Linked DNA regions of Hordeum vulgare: regions 1 and 2 are each linked to region 3. A link is a contact called in public Hi-C data. All regions are on one chromosome and are shown on one strand. Each heading gives the region's core, a stretch centred on a gene start, on an enhancer-like site or on the middle of the called end of the contact. The rest is flanking DNA. Distances are from core to core; before and after follow the strand shown. Region 1 holds the start of LOC123444476 (UDP-arabinopyranose mutase 1-like). Region 2 holds the start of LOC123444478. Region 3 holds the start of LOC123444475 (mitochondrial import inner membrane translocase subunit TIM50-like).

What was found. Hi-C and Micro-C count contacts between places; a contact is called where the count stands out from the background.
Region 1: a contact with region 3 is called in a Hi-C map of leaf, with 10 times the contacts expected there. The contact joins the promoter of LOC123444476 here to the promoter of LOC123444475 in region 3. A contact is called at or near these places in 4 of 6 Hi-C or Micro-C datasets (leaf and seedling) and 1 of 1 datasets of contacts at active chromatin or transcription factors (embryo).
Region 2: a contact with region 3 is called in a Hi-C map of leaf, with 9 times the contacts expected there. The contact joins the promoter of LOC123444478 here to the promoter of LOC123444475 in region 3. A contact is called at or near these places in 4 of 6 Hi-C or Micro-C datasets (leaf and seedling) and 1 of 1 datasets of contacts at active chromatin or transcription factors (embryo).

What each region holds. Positions count from the first base shown.
Region 1 is chr3H:497,986,019-497,990,518 of MorexV3_pseudomolecules_assembly, reverse strand. LOC123444476 (UDP-arabinopyranose mutase 1-like) reads left to right here and starts at 2,113. Exons shown (of 3, transcript XM_045121196.1): 1 at 2,113-2,543; 2 at 2,657-3,076; 3 at 3,181-3,861. The coding sequence starts at 2,241. The coding sequence ends at 3,528.
Region 2 is chr3H:498,116,606-498,121,058 of MorexV3_pseudomolecules_assembly, reverse strand. It overlaps LOC123444478, which reads left to right and starts at 2,862. Exons shown (of 8, transcript XM_045121198.1): 1 at 2,862-3,022; 2 at 3,115-3,197; 3 at 3,291-3,329; 4 at 3,428-3,480; 5 at 3,582-3,645; 6 at 3,762-3,804; 7 at 3,890-3,937. The coding sequence starts at 2,942. It overlaps LOC123444477 (RHOMBOID-like protein 12, mitochondrial), which reads right to left and starts at 2,689. Exons shown (of 8, transcript XM_045121197.1): 1 at 2,207-2,689; 2 at 2,007-2,121; 3 at 1,805-1,924. The coding sequence starts at 2,562.
Region 3 is chr3H:497,614,332-497,618,972 of MorexV3_pseudomolecules_assembly, reverse strand. It overlaps LOC123444475 (mitochondrial import inner membrane translocase subunit TIM50-like), which reads left to right and starts at 2,739. Exons shown (of 11, transcript XM_045121195.1): 1 at 2,739-3,227; 2 at 3,313-3,401; 3 at 3,802-3,838; 4 at 4,503-4,564. The coding sequence starts at 2,933.

The DNA.
Region 1 (4,500 bases), core at 864-3,363, 370 kb before region 3:
TCGTGCTCCTGCGTTCGATCTGCTACCACGTGAGCCGGTGGTGTTTGTCCCCTCCCACGTGGCTACGGTACTGCCGATCGCTCTCTATGCTGGCTTTGTTTTGATCCGTTCGGCCTCGCAGCGTCTATCGTGGCTAGACGACGGTGGTGTCCTCGTGACTGTGGTGGCGCATGTTGGTGGACGTTTGGCATGGTGGAGCCGAGGGTTGGTCCTGGACTGTGTGTGTGAGGGGTCGGGAGAATTCTGTGTCAGGTCTTGTCGGCACCAATGCGATGACGCCTGTGGGCGCAGCCACCCTTCTTGAAGGGCGTCGGGGTACCTCTCCCTCACTCCCCTCCGTGTACCGGGAGAAATCCTAGGATTCGCTCGGGTAGCAGCGTAGTCGTTGTCGGCGTCCTTCTTGAAGGTGTTGCTTGGTACGCGGTAACTCGTTGGCGTTGGAGTGTGGTGGAATTCTCCGGTGGGCGCAACAGTTAGGTGATGCTACAACATTTCCTAATCTAGTGTTGCCCACATTTTTCTCTTGTTTATCTTTTATTCTTTCTTTTTCACATGATTGTGTTGTTTGCCCCAGCATGAAACTTGTGGTGTATCGAATGGTCGCTATATTAATATAGCGGGGTGAAAGCCTATTTAGAGTAAACCTTTCATCACAGCTATTCTAGTTTCACTAATCACTCCGGTGTGTGGTTCAGGTGCATCGTAATAAGATTTTGTTTAGCAATGCATATCATAAAGAAAAAGGGAAACGATTATAGTCGGTGCACCGGCCGAACGCTCTGGCCGATCGCTTGCAACCCGCGCGATCCTTCTGATCTGGCGGCCCCTGCGCTACCGCCCCTCCACAGATGCCGCCAGCATCACCTATGCCGGCCCCCGTTGACCGCCGGCATCACCGGTGCCCGCCCCCGTCGGCCGCCCTTCCGTCGGTTCCACCCTTCGCCTGTCGTCCTCGTCGCCTGCTCCCATGGCCGGGCTCGCGCGTATACAAGTGTTGCAACCGTCATCTAAAAAGCTTCAAACGTTGTTGAAAAAAGCTTCAACAATAGACAAAGAAAGCTTCAATCGACTCTATCCAGCAAGGAAAGGTGCAATCGTAATTGCATTTTGTTATTACTCGCGAACTTTTTTGCTACACCCGTCAAAGCGGTGTTGCGACATCACGACGACGACAACGATGATTTTGCTGCATCCGTGATTAAAATTTCCTACATCGCTGCTTGTTTTTTGTATCATCAATGATTTTTGTTGCATGGCTCGATATGATGGTCAACATGATTCGGCCGACGCTCCGACGCGCGCAGATCAGTGAAATGTGAAATCGCTTCTTAGGCTCAGGTTTTCACATTGCAAAACTGATACACTATACAGTAGCATAGATATTCTATTGACCGATCAAATCTGAAACTTACTACTAGATGAAATGAAAGGGAGAGCACCGCAGGTGGAGGCGTGGAGCATTGATGGACGTAGAAGTTGACAATACACCCTGTCGGTCAAAACTAATAAATGGCTCGTGTATACGTACATACGATACTACATACGCCCGTAGGAGTTCTTTCATTCACACCACCGACGCGCACGGCACACCCCGCCCCACGTGAGTTTGGCGGAGAAGATTCCGAACGACCTAACTTTCAACGGGCTTTTTCTTTTTCTTTTTCTTTTTCTTTAAAACCACACTGGAAAGAAATCAAATATACACTGTGCACTCCAGCTGCACCGACACCACCGCTACCACTCCAAAAGGTTGGTTACCATTGCCGTCACAGTAAGTTTAAGTTAGGCGAAAGTAAGCATTGACCAGATCCGCGCACGCCACGCCACGCACAGAGTAGTCGGCCGTTTGGTAAACACGAGGAGACGGGACGACGCGCCGAACGAACGGATCGTCAACATCCGGCCGTTGGCTCCGGATCGGACGGCCCGCCGCTCGCGGTTGACCGCGCCGAGCCAGCCGCTCCTTTCTCCCGCCAGCACTCCAGCGCCGCGATCCCGATCCGTCTTTCACGGCGCGCCACCGTCTGCTCACTGAACACTTCCACACCGCCGCCCGGACGCGTGGAGATCTGCGCAGGAAGCCCGCGCCGCGGCTTATATAACGGCGCCTCCTCCTCCACATTCTCAGCGCCCATCACACCCCCTGCAGAGCCAGAAGCCACACACGCCTTCCTCCTCCTCCTCTGCTCGCATCTGGGATCAGGGAGGAGAGATCCGAGGCTTTTGGCCGGCCGGGGACGATGGCGCCGCTGCTCAAGGACGAGCTGGACATCGTCATCCCGACGATCCGGAACCTGGACTTCCTCGAGATGTGGCGGCCCTTCTTCCAGCCGTACCACCTCATCATCGTGCAGGACGGCGACCCCACGAGGACCGTCATGGTGCCTGAGGGCTTCGACTACGAGCTCTACAACCGCAACGACATCAACCGCATCCTCGGCCCCAAGGCCTCCTGCATCTCCTTCAAGGACTCCGCCTGCCGCTGCTTCGGCTACATGGTCTCCAAGAAGAAGTACGTCTACACCATCGACGACGACTGCTTCGTGAGTGCCACCACCACCAGATCCATCTCTTTCTTTTTCACTTCCGTTGTCATATCATATCAACTCTTCTTGGCCGGAGTTGACTGGTCTCCTGTCCTGCGGTGGCATTGCAGGTCGCCAAGGACCCCACGGGGAAGGACATCGACGCGCTGGCCAAGCACATCCAGAACCTGCTCTGCCCGTCCACGCCGCTCTTCTTCAACACCTTGTACGACCCATACCAGGAGGGCGCCGACTTCGTGCGCGGCTACCCGTTCAGCCTCCGGGAGGGCGTGCCCACCGCCGTATCGCACGGCCTCTGGCTCAACATCCCCGACTACGACGCCCCCACGCAGCTGGTCAAGCCGCGGGAGCGCAACGGCAGGTACGTCGACGCCGTCATGACCATCCCCAAGGGATCCCTCTTCCCCATGTGCGGCATGAACCTCGCCTTCGACCGCGAGCTCATCGGCCCGGCCATGTACTTCGGCCTCATGGGCGACGGCCAGCCCATCGGACGCTACGACGACATGTGGGCCGGCTGGTGTGTTAAGGTAACCACACAAACACTGAAACACATCGTCTCTGATTTCTACTTTACCACTCAAGTGCCAGTACATTTCCTTTTACTGAAGAACTTGTCTGAATGTGTGTGCAGGTGATCTGCGACCACCTTGGGCTCGGAGTCAAGACGGGGCTGCCCTACATCTGGCACAGCAAGGCCAGCAACCCGTTCGTGAACCTGAAGAAGGAGTACAAGGGAATCTTCTGGCAGGAGGACATCATCCCCTTCTTCCAGGCCGCGAAGCTGACCAAGGAGTGCGACACCGTGCAGAAGTGCTACATCTCGCTCTCGCAGCAGGTCAAGGAGAAGCTCGGCAAGATCGACCCATACTTCGTCAAGCTCGCCGACGCCATGGTCACCTGGATCGAGGCCTGGGACATGCTCAACTCCAAGGACTCCAAGGAGGCCGACGCCAACGGCAGCAAGCCAAAGGGGAAGTAGATCGAGGGAGAGAACCTTTTTTGCATTAGCATACTGAGCAGGCGGTGGGGCGGCGTATACCGGTAGCGAGCGTGCTTCGTCAGTTCGTAGGTTCAGTGCGTGCATCAGGTATCCAGGTTCAGGCTGTTGTGTACTACAAAACATTAGCTGCCGTTCTATCTTACGTTTACGTTAAGGGTCGCGTTAATTTTCCCCTTCTTTAATTTCATTATTATCAAACCATGACGTTGTTTTATCAAGGTTTAGTACTCCTACGGTTATACTTGTGGCTGCTAATGTTTCCGTGTAATCTTGTGTACACTGAAATGTGAGAATAAAAGGTTGTTGAATAAACATTGCAACTGTCCGTGTGTATAGTAGTACTGTACTCCTTCTGTCTGAATTTATTGGACCGGAAAGTCACCCATCAATGTACGTGTTTCTTCCGCTGCATTGATTACCTCAAGAGACTGCGTCCATCTTCTCACTCTGTCGGTCACGCAGACAATAGATGCAATGGCATCGGGAAGCATGCCAATCAATGGTTTTTTGCCACGTGTCAATTGTAGTGTTCAATAACTCCATGTTTCCCACCACATTTCGTACCATGTGCACCCAGCATTTACACCGGACCCGTTTGTGAAATCTATTACGTCTTAAATAATACATTCTATATCTAAATAATTCAAATTAAAAATCCTAAATTCATACTATTACATGTAACATAAACTATACTAAGCCTCTTCCAGCTTCGCCGTGCCCGTGTCTGACGGCTGGCTGTGCCTTTCATAGTGTCGGTTTGGTTGCCGACGAGGTAAAGTAGGACATGGGACACTAGCGTCTCCCATGCCCTACTCTTCCTCGTCGGAGCCCGTAACTCGGACGGTGCCAGTCGGCGTGAGGTTAATGACGGATCCTTCCTGGGAGAAGCCGACGTCCACCACGACGCGATTGCGTCGACCGCAGTGCTATCCCCTACGAGGCGTCGGAGAG
Region 2 (4,453 bases), core at 1,613-4,112, 500 kb before region 3:
GTCCCAAAATAAGTGACTTAAAAATGACTTTATTTTGTATTAAAGTTAGTACAAAACCGAGTCATTTTTGAGTCACTTATTTTAGGATGGAGGAAGTATTTCTTACTAGCCATTGAGAGTCGGGTTCATTGGCTGGATTACTAGGGGCGTCTAATATGTAAAGCTTTAGTTTGCACTGCAATTCAGGCCTATCTGACTCTGAGACGGGTGAAGGGCAAGCTCAATTGTTAGTTAGTACAAACAAGGTTCTCTACTTGTTCACTAGCAGTCTGTTTGATCTTTGGACTTGAAAAACTAAGAGCCACATGTTGTGTAGAGTGATGAAGCAATACAAGTAATATAATCATTCTGATTGTTTTCTATATATGCTTTTGCGAATTTACTGATTTGAATTTGCAATTGTAGGTACAATCCATATGTTCAGGCCGGAAGCATGATAAATCAGCGCTGTCACATCTTGATTTGAGTGATTTCATGCTCAATCTACTTATATTTAATGCATTCTAAGTGCAAAGTAATTTCAATATATTCTTGCAGGCTGGGTTCATTTTGATGGGTGGGAGATTCATGTCATTACTGGCTGATTATTGTGATTATTTCATCATAAATCTGCACTATGCTTTATCGGGGCATACTTCTGCTAATGTTGCAGAAGCGGTTTGTTATTCAGAACATACCGCTGTCAAACGTATCACTAAACACATATGTTCCATTGCAATTTTTGATATTTACACGATTGTCTTTGTTTCTTTTATAGATTTTGTTGGAGCAAAATATTAGTTTCTTATGCATTCAAACAGTAATAATCATCAGGGGCAACAAAATTTACAAGAACGGGCAACTGGATGGTGACTATCTCCACACATAGATCTTCCATTTGACACTGCATAACATATTATGACGTCAGAAGAACAATCTTCTGTGACGCCCGCAAAACGAACGTGGTCTACATCGATGAGTACTATGATGGCTCCGACAAACAGCTGCTCAAGCAGACGATGATGAAGGCAAGTGTTGGCTTAACCGGGGTACTGGAGGGCTATTAAAGTTATAAGAGTAGTTTGTAATACATTTTCTATGCCATCGGGTTGCATCTTCATAGATCTTCTTTCGTGTGCTAACTACCTCTGGACTAATTATAAATGAGTGGTCCTCATTATCTCTACAATCAGTTTAAATTGATCAGTAATGCATTTTTACTGGTCCTGTAACAAATGAAAAGTGTGGCCACCTACCTGGCATCGCACATGCATGTCTCAAAAAAAATGTAGCGACACTTTCATTCCCTGTTTCGGCAAGTGTAGACGAGGAAAATTGGCACTCATTTGGACTATATAAACACATTAACAACTACATCAACAAGATTAGTACGCACAGTCACGCCTAAGAGGCGCGCCAAGGGCGCGCCCCTGCCACTAGTTCGTTTCAAAGTCGCTAGCCCCTGCAGGCATGCGGCTTGGCAACTAGTATTCTACAACAGAAGGGTGCAGTGCGAAAAAGCATTTTACTAACCATACATTATTGTGACTATTCCTTGGTCATGTCTCAGTTTTAACTTCTTAAGATGATATTGATCTGAAAAGAACATAGATAAGCTAATGTCACATGGTTGGGGAAGTAAATAGTGTATTATACACCTTTTACATTGTATGTTCAGGAAGTGTAGGTGACCATGTTTGATGTTTTTACCACAAGGTGGTGCACTCAGGGGAAACTAGGTATGTATGCATGTATGTGCACTGTACTTATCACATATAAAGCATGTTTCCGCAATGCAATAATAGACAAAGAGTAAACTTCTTACGCTTGAACCGAAGAAGTAGAGACACATCATATTGCTGAAGAGGTGACCTGGGACAAACTGGCTGAAGGCACTCGTGAGCAATGTGTGCAACCGCCCACTCTTGACATTGTCCAGCGAAACCTGCACATTGCAACATTCATCAAATTACACTTCAACAACCACTTGTGAAATCAAAGCAAGGCCCCTTCGATTGATCGCTTACCGTGAAATGTTCCTTCATGAAAATCGGATCGACCATGTGCCAGAGCATGTAGACGGCCACATTCGCGCCCATAAGCATCAACACCATCCCGTCCGCTGATGGTAGCCAGCGCCCCCTTCAGGAGACACGGAAATCAAAATGACCAAACAACCCAAAACTTTCCCCATGTAATAAAGTCGTACCACCAGCCAAAACCTCACCAGGGTACGCGGCGGGGGAAGGTTGAGGACGAAGAGAGCCAGTCCGAGGACCTCCTCCGCTGCAGCGAGAAGAGCTCGAGCGACCCGGCGGCGCGCGCGGTCAGCCACCGCTTGGTGGCGGCCCGGGCGGCCGCCGCGACGGCCGCTGCGCTCACCGGTAGGAGCGTCCCGCCGCTGCCTGGGCTGCGCCAGAGGGAGTGGGACAGCGGGGAGCGGGAGGCGGCTGCTGGCGTGGAGGGGCAGTGGAGGGGGCGCATGAGGGGGTTGGCTAGGGGTCTGGGTTTTGGGATGGCGCTGCGTAGGGCTTGCTGCGCGAGGAGGGTCTGGAACTGCGGCAGCCTCCTCCGCATCGCCATTTCTGCTTCCACCAAGACACGGGTTGGCTGCCTGCCTGCCTGCCTGCCTGCCTCCGCCGCCGACTCCCCGACCTCGGGCGGTAGCCACCGGTACGGTTTTGATTCCCTTCCGATCTCCGACTATGGGGGCAGTGGGGTCGACCGGCAGTCAATATCACAGTCTGGAACAAATGGGCCGTGAGACTATTGGGCCCATGTTTTCCGGAGCCCAAGTTCGAATTTTATCTCTCTCGCTCCAGGGCCTGGGCCGACGCCCATTAGACATAGTTGTTGGATCCAACACGGACGGTTATACAGGTAGCAGTGCGCCGCGCAGCCGCCGCAGCGAGGTTTTAGGGGTAAGCAGAGAGGACTCCCGGCGGCGGCGCGAGGCGGAGAGATGTCGAAGCGAACTGGTCCCCCGAAGCACCAGAACAGCTACGCATGGAAGCCCAACCTCGGCCGGAAGATCAACGAGACCGTAAGCCGGCGACCCGCCTCCCTCCCTTGCCCGTCTTTTTTTTCCGTTCTTGTGGGGCCTAACCGCCGCAATCATCGCCGCTGCTCGCGCAGGAGCCCGGGGGCAGGTTCCGGCCTCTGTCGGAGATCACCGGCGTCTGCCAGCGCTGCCGGGACCAAATCGACTGGAAGCGCAAGTACGGGGCTCTCCCCCCTTTGTTATATACATTCATTAGGTCGTTGGTTTACTTGTGTTCCTCGGTCCGATCTGTTCGTCTCATCTTTTGCAGATACGGCAAGTACAAGCCGATTGTCGAGCCTACAAAATGGTAGCTTTCTTGCCCGCTTGGTTGCGGCATAGTATTTGGGAACCGTTGTTAGAGGGGGATTGTGATGGATGCTTATGGTTTTCTTTTTATTTTTGCAGCCAGAAGTGCAGTAAACGAAACGTCCGGCAGGCGTACCACAACGTCTGTACAGGTTAATTCCGGCTGCTCAGTGATATGTCCTGTTTCGGTGGTGCTGGTGTACCATTTGATTGTTGCTGATATATGTCTATGTGTGGTCTCTGTTTAATGCAGGTTGCTCCAAGGAGCTTGGGATTTGTGCCAAGTGCTGCACCTCTGTTAAGCAGCTTGTTGGAAGGTGATTCCCCGCTATTTCATTTTGTTGCTACACTAGTACTGGCTACACCGTAACTGGAATTTGAACTGTGTTTTATTGTATTTTACGTATTGTAATGATTCTGTGTCATCCTGTAGGGATGCTGAGGAAGAAGACAGTGAGCGCAAAGCACTAGAGGAGGTTTGATTCTTCTATAATGGAGGAGGATTGTTGTGAACCTTGAGAAATCCATTTGTTTTGTGCTGACCAGTGAATTATTTTATAGGCCATCAGATATGCTAGGGAGAGGGAGCGAAGGACACTGATTCGCCTTGTGAGCACTTGCTATTTAATTTTTCTTGCTGGATAAGTTTATTTTCAATGCACTTGCGCTTCTTTCTATGCTCTCCTTGATGCTGGTTCTAAGCTGACCTAATAAGCCCATAAGTTTGAATCTGAATAAAGGAACAAGTCCATTTTGACCCCCTCTACTCTTCTTGAGATTTAGACAAGAGGAAAACTTGAGGAGTATAAAACAGACTTTCCTTAATCCACCTCTTGAAATCAATAGAAGGCCCCACCTCTCAATTTTGAGCCTAGCACATTCTAAATTTTCCTTTTCAATCTATGTTAATCCGAGTACGACTCCTCGGATCTTTAGCTTGAATAGTCGTGTTTAACATAAGTACATAACTAGTTCTTTCTTCCTAAAAGATGAATTCCATTCATTCATTGTGCCTGTTAAAATAACTTAAATATATTGCACTTAAATTTGCACCTCCTATATTATAGCATGTTACATGCCACTGTATCATCACTCAGATGGTCAAATAGGGAAGTTGAATTTCCA
Region 3 (4,641 bases), core at 1,490-3,989:
TCTCAGTGGAACCCATAGCAGCGGCAACAATCAAGAACAAAGCAACTAAATTTTTTGTGGTTTTTGGTATAAGACTCTAAAGCAAAAAACTATAAAGCAAACTAACAAGACTAAAAAGCAAAGGTACAAGATAGCGTGCAACTCCCCTATCTTGAAAGCTGGAGTCTCCGACAACGGCGCCAAAAAACTTTGCTTGATGACGAGATGATGTATATACTTCTCGCACCTCATTGGTTACCCCAAGTGGAAGGTTGAGATATAGCCAGCAACAAGTTTTCTCTCACACGAAAACTGTAAGGTTTATCGAACCAAGAGGACTCCTAGGCTCAACAAGTAGGTGTCTCCCACCCTGGCGCTAGCAAAAGACGTGGACCTGCACACACACAATTAACTTTGCTCCCAACGACTTCAGAGAGGTTGTCAATCTCTCAGCCCTTGTAGTTTGCAAAGGATCAAAACACAAGCGGGAATAGTAATAGTGATTGCAACGGAGAAGTAAATGAAAACGGTAAACGATGGAGGTGTAAACAATGATGGTGATATGGACCGGAGTCACATGACGTTCACTAGTGATGTCTTTCTCCCAAAAGACGATAAACAACTATGCTTGGGTAAACAAATCACAGTTGGGCAATTGACAGAATTATGAACGCACCGCAATGCTGATTATGCTACTTGATAGTTAGAGGTTCAATAGTAATGGGTAGTATGCCAAGACAAGTAGACTGTTTATTCATCATCATATACTTACTAATCATCCATCTTGAGATATATATCCAGAACATCTCGCCGGTATTAAGTTGCGAGCCCCACCCAAAGTGTAAACTCAAAGCAACGGACAACTGCATTGACGAACTATGCGTAAGGTAAACAATCCTTGCAACTGTGGTCACAAGCACCATTGTTTTCTCCCTGGTGGCAACAACACATGCCCTAGTCTCATATTTCTGTCACTCAAGCTAGACATCGAGGGGCATTGATACATCCCAAACGTATCTATAATTTCTGCTTGTTCCATGATCTTTTGGGTGACATTGTTATATGTTTTGCTACACTTTTATATCATTTTACACATATTTGGACTAACCTACTAACTCAGTGCACCTAGTGTGAGTTTCTGTTTGCTGATGTCTATTTTGTAGGGTTTTTTACCCAATTTTCCGAAGCCCAAAAAATTCCAGAAAAGTATATAAAAATCAGCGAAACAGAAGCTTTTGGATCACCGAAGATGGGCCAGAGGGGGGCCAGGGCCTCCTAGGCGACCTGCTGGCGCGGCTAGGCCCTAGGCCGCGCCAGGAGGCCGCTTGGGTGGGTCCCACCTCCTCCAGTGCCCTCCTTTAGCCTATATTTAGAGTCCCGAGAGGAAACCCTTCCAGAACTTCTGGAATCGCGAATTTCTCCATCGTTCCGCCGCTGCAGCGCTTCCGAGATCGGGAGCGTTAAGAGACCTCTTCCCGGCACCTTGCCGGAGGGAGGATTGACCTCCGGGAACTTCTCCACCGCCATGGACGCTTCCCGGACGTGCCGTGAGTAGGATTCTACAGGCGGCTTCTTCCGACACGCGGAGACGAATTCCGATGAGTTCCAGGTAGATTCCGGTCAGTTCTGCGGCGACGCGTTTGCTCCGACGAGGTTTGACCACTTTACGGGTTGAACTGTATACCACCGGTACTCAAAATGCATCTCCGCATGTCTATCTCGCCCTGAGTAAAATATTTGGTAGGACATATCCTAAAACTTGTCACCATATCCATTTTTGGATTATTTTCTTCGGGGTTAATCTAACCTTCTTTCCATGCATTTCTTAGATATAGCAATCACAGAAGAAAACAAAATCACTAATCAAGGAGCACCTTTTTCAAAGATCACTTTCATCTTTTCAGGTTGCGACAAGTGACGCACTATATGTGTGTTAATTATCGCAACCTGAGAGTTTTCCCTTTTTACTTAGATCCGTATTTTCAAAATGTTTTATCTTTTAAACGTGCGTTCAAATCTTGAACCGTTTTCATTTTTGGATTTTCTCGCGTCGAGATCTTCAAAACTAGATTCCATGTTCATAGGTTTTGACGAACTTTTTTTATGAAAAAAACAAACGAAAAATACCATGCCTCTCACGAAAAAAAGAAAACACATTTTTGTCGTTTTCGAGAGACACAATCATCCCTCTTGCCGAAACAAAACTGCGCCTCTTATGAAAGAAAAATAAATAAAAACATGTTTTTTTGCTTTTCCGAGAGGCACGGTTGTGCCTCTTGCGAAAGCAAATCCATGGCTCTCGCGAAGGAATAAGAAAACAAAAAATAATATTTTTTGTTTTCGGAAGACACAGACGTGCCTCTCGCAGAAGCAAATACGTGCCTCTGATGCAAGAAAGACCATGCTTTTAAAAAACATGTTTTTAGAAAAACCTTTAAAAATATCAACCTAAAAAGCTGAAAACATGTAAAAATATTAAAAAAATAAAATTTGAAAGAATAAGGATGATTGAAAACGCGTCAAAAGACAGCGCGTGAAAATGATAGCTGAAAAGCTTTGAAAGAAGTACTCGGCAACTAGTTGCTCTCAAAAAACAAAATCTTTCAAAAAGGCTGAACACGAAATTAAAGTGGGCCGCCTTCTGGCCCGCATGCCTGTGGCTTGCCCCGTCCAAAACAAAGCGCATCGTGCACGCATATGCCACTCTCTCCGGAGCCCTGAGAAATTGCTAGCCTCTGACAAGTGGGGTCAGCTTGCAACAGCCAGTCCCCCGAGACCCCGACTCTTCCACCTCCTTCGTCCACCGCCTCGCCGCCGCCTCCTTCCTCCCCCCTCCCCCCTCCTCGGGCTCGGGCGCCCCAGTCAGCCCCCTCTCTCCTTAAACCCTCGGCGCGAGCCAAACCAAACCCCGTCGAACCCTCCCACATTCCTTGCCCCTCCCGCAAGCCGCGCCATGTCCCGCATCGCGAGGTCGCGCCTCGCCCTCACGCTCAGGACCTCCGCCGCCCCCTTCTCCACCTTTTCACCCGCCGCCGCCGCGTCCTCCGCCTCGAAGGAGGCGGCTGCCGCTGCCGACGCATCCCTCGCTCCCAAGGATGCGGCGGCTGCCGCCTCCGTGTCCTCTTCCGCCGCTGGCGATCCCTCCCCGGCGCCGCCTTCGGGGGCCCGCAGTGCGTTCGGCCTGCTCAAGACCGGTATCCTCACCGCCGTCACCGCCGCGTTCGGCGCCACTGGCTATGTCACATACGGTGCGATCTCCGATCCGTGTTCCTCCGCGGGATCGCTCGGTTTGGTCTGGTGTCGCGCGTGTGATTCGTGTTTTCGTCTCTGTAGCTTATTCTCTGGATGAAGTGGACCACATGACGCGGGACTTCCGGAAGAACTCGAAGATTCCAATCAGCGAGGACTTGTCCGGCTTTGAGGTAACATATCGTGTTTTTGGGTGCTTGTGTTGTTTTATCCTGTTATAAACATGAGGCAGCAACATTTGGATGATTTTAGGAAATGTGATCTGATGAGGTGTGCACTAAACTTATAGCATATCATGCATGGTAGTAGTATTTTTTGTTGTTGTGATTTGCATCATCTCCTATGTTGTAGCTTACACTTTCTGGAATAAAATATTTGGTCGTTAATTTTGAGTAGCAAGGAATGGGCATGTATTAAAAGGATGTGAAAATCTTTTGGTCTGGAGCATGATGTTCTATGGGAGGCTTGCATTGAGGGGTTTGGGAAAACCTGAAGTAGAGTACAACAATAACTTTCTCCACTGGATACCAACCGTCAATTGTGTCTGACAATAATGGTTTTTCATGTGTGCAGAAGTTTAAGGCTATGGCTTATTCAGAAACTATGAAAGGTAGGGACTACTGCACACTCATTCCTTGTCTTTACTGTTATCTCTTGGATGCGGATTGCCAAATATCGTGCAGACATTTTCTTCATCCACCTAATGAGCGACTCACTATCCTGTTATGATTGCTTAGTACTACATAAACTGGCAGCTTCCAGGCAACCTTGGATAATTTTTCTCACACACCAGTGAATAACCAAGTCTCTTCACTTTTAAGTACTCCCTCCGTCCGAGCGTGTCAAAAACGCTCTTATATTATGGGACGGAGGGAGTAGTATACAGTGGCCAGGGAACGCGTTTCTTTATTAACAGGAGCTTGCGTATCATTAGACTGCATGTATCAAATTATATATTTTTTAAATATACTGCGATCAATTTGTATGAAGAGCGGGTGTCATTGGTACTAAAATTGTTGGCTATAATCTATTCAACCTGGCTGTAAATCATTGCATGATAATGTTTGTATATGTATATTCTAGATTGCTCTACAAATGCACATCACAGGGAAGGAGCATGAGATGAGCTTATTGATTAACCTGAGCAGCTAGATACGCTCTTCAGTTAACATCTGTTACTACATTATTTGTTAACTGTCTGCTTATGTTCCTTATCGGTTGAGTCATTCGTTCTTTTTGCCTGCTCAGTATAAACTGTATGTTCTGTTCTGCAGTTCCTGCTTCTGCTATTGACCTCTACTTGGATGTCAGGAGCCAAATTGAAGATCAAATTCAGGCTAGTAAAAAAGATGGACCTTTTGCTATTGGTGATCCATTTTTTATATTGTGAACTATCCATTCTTTATGATACTA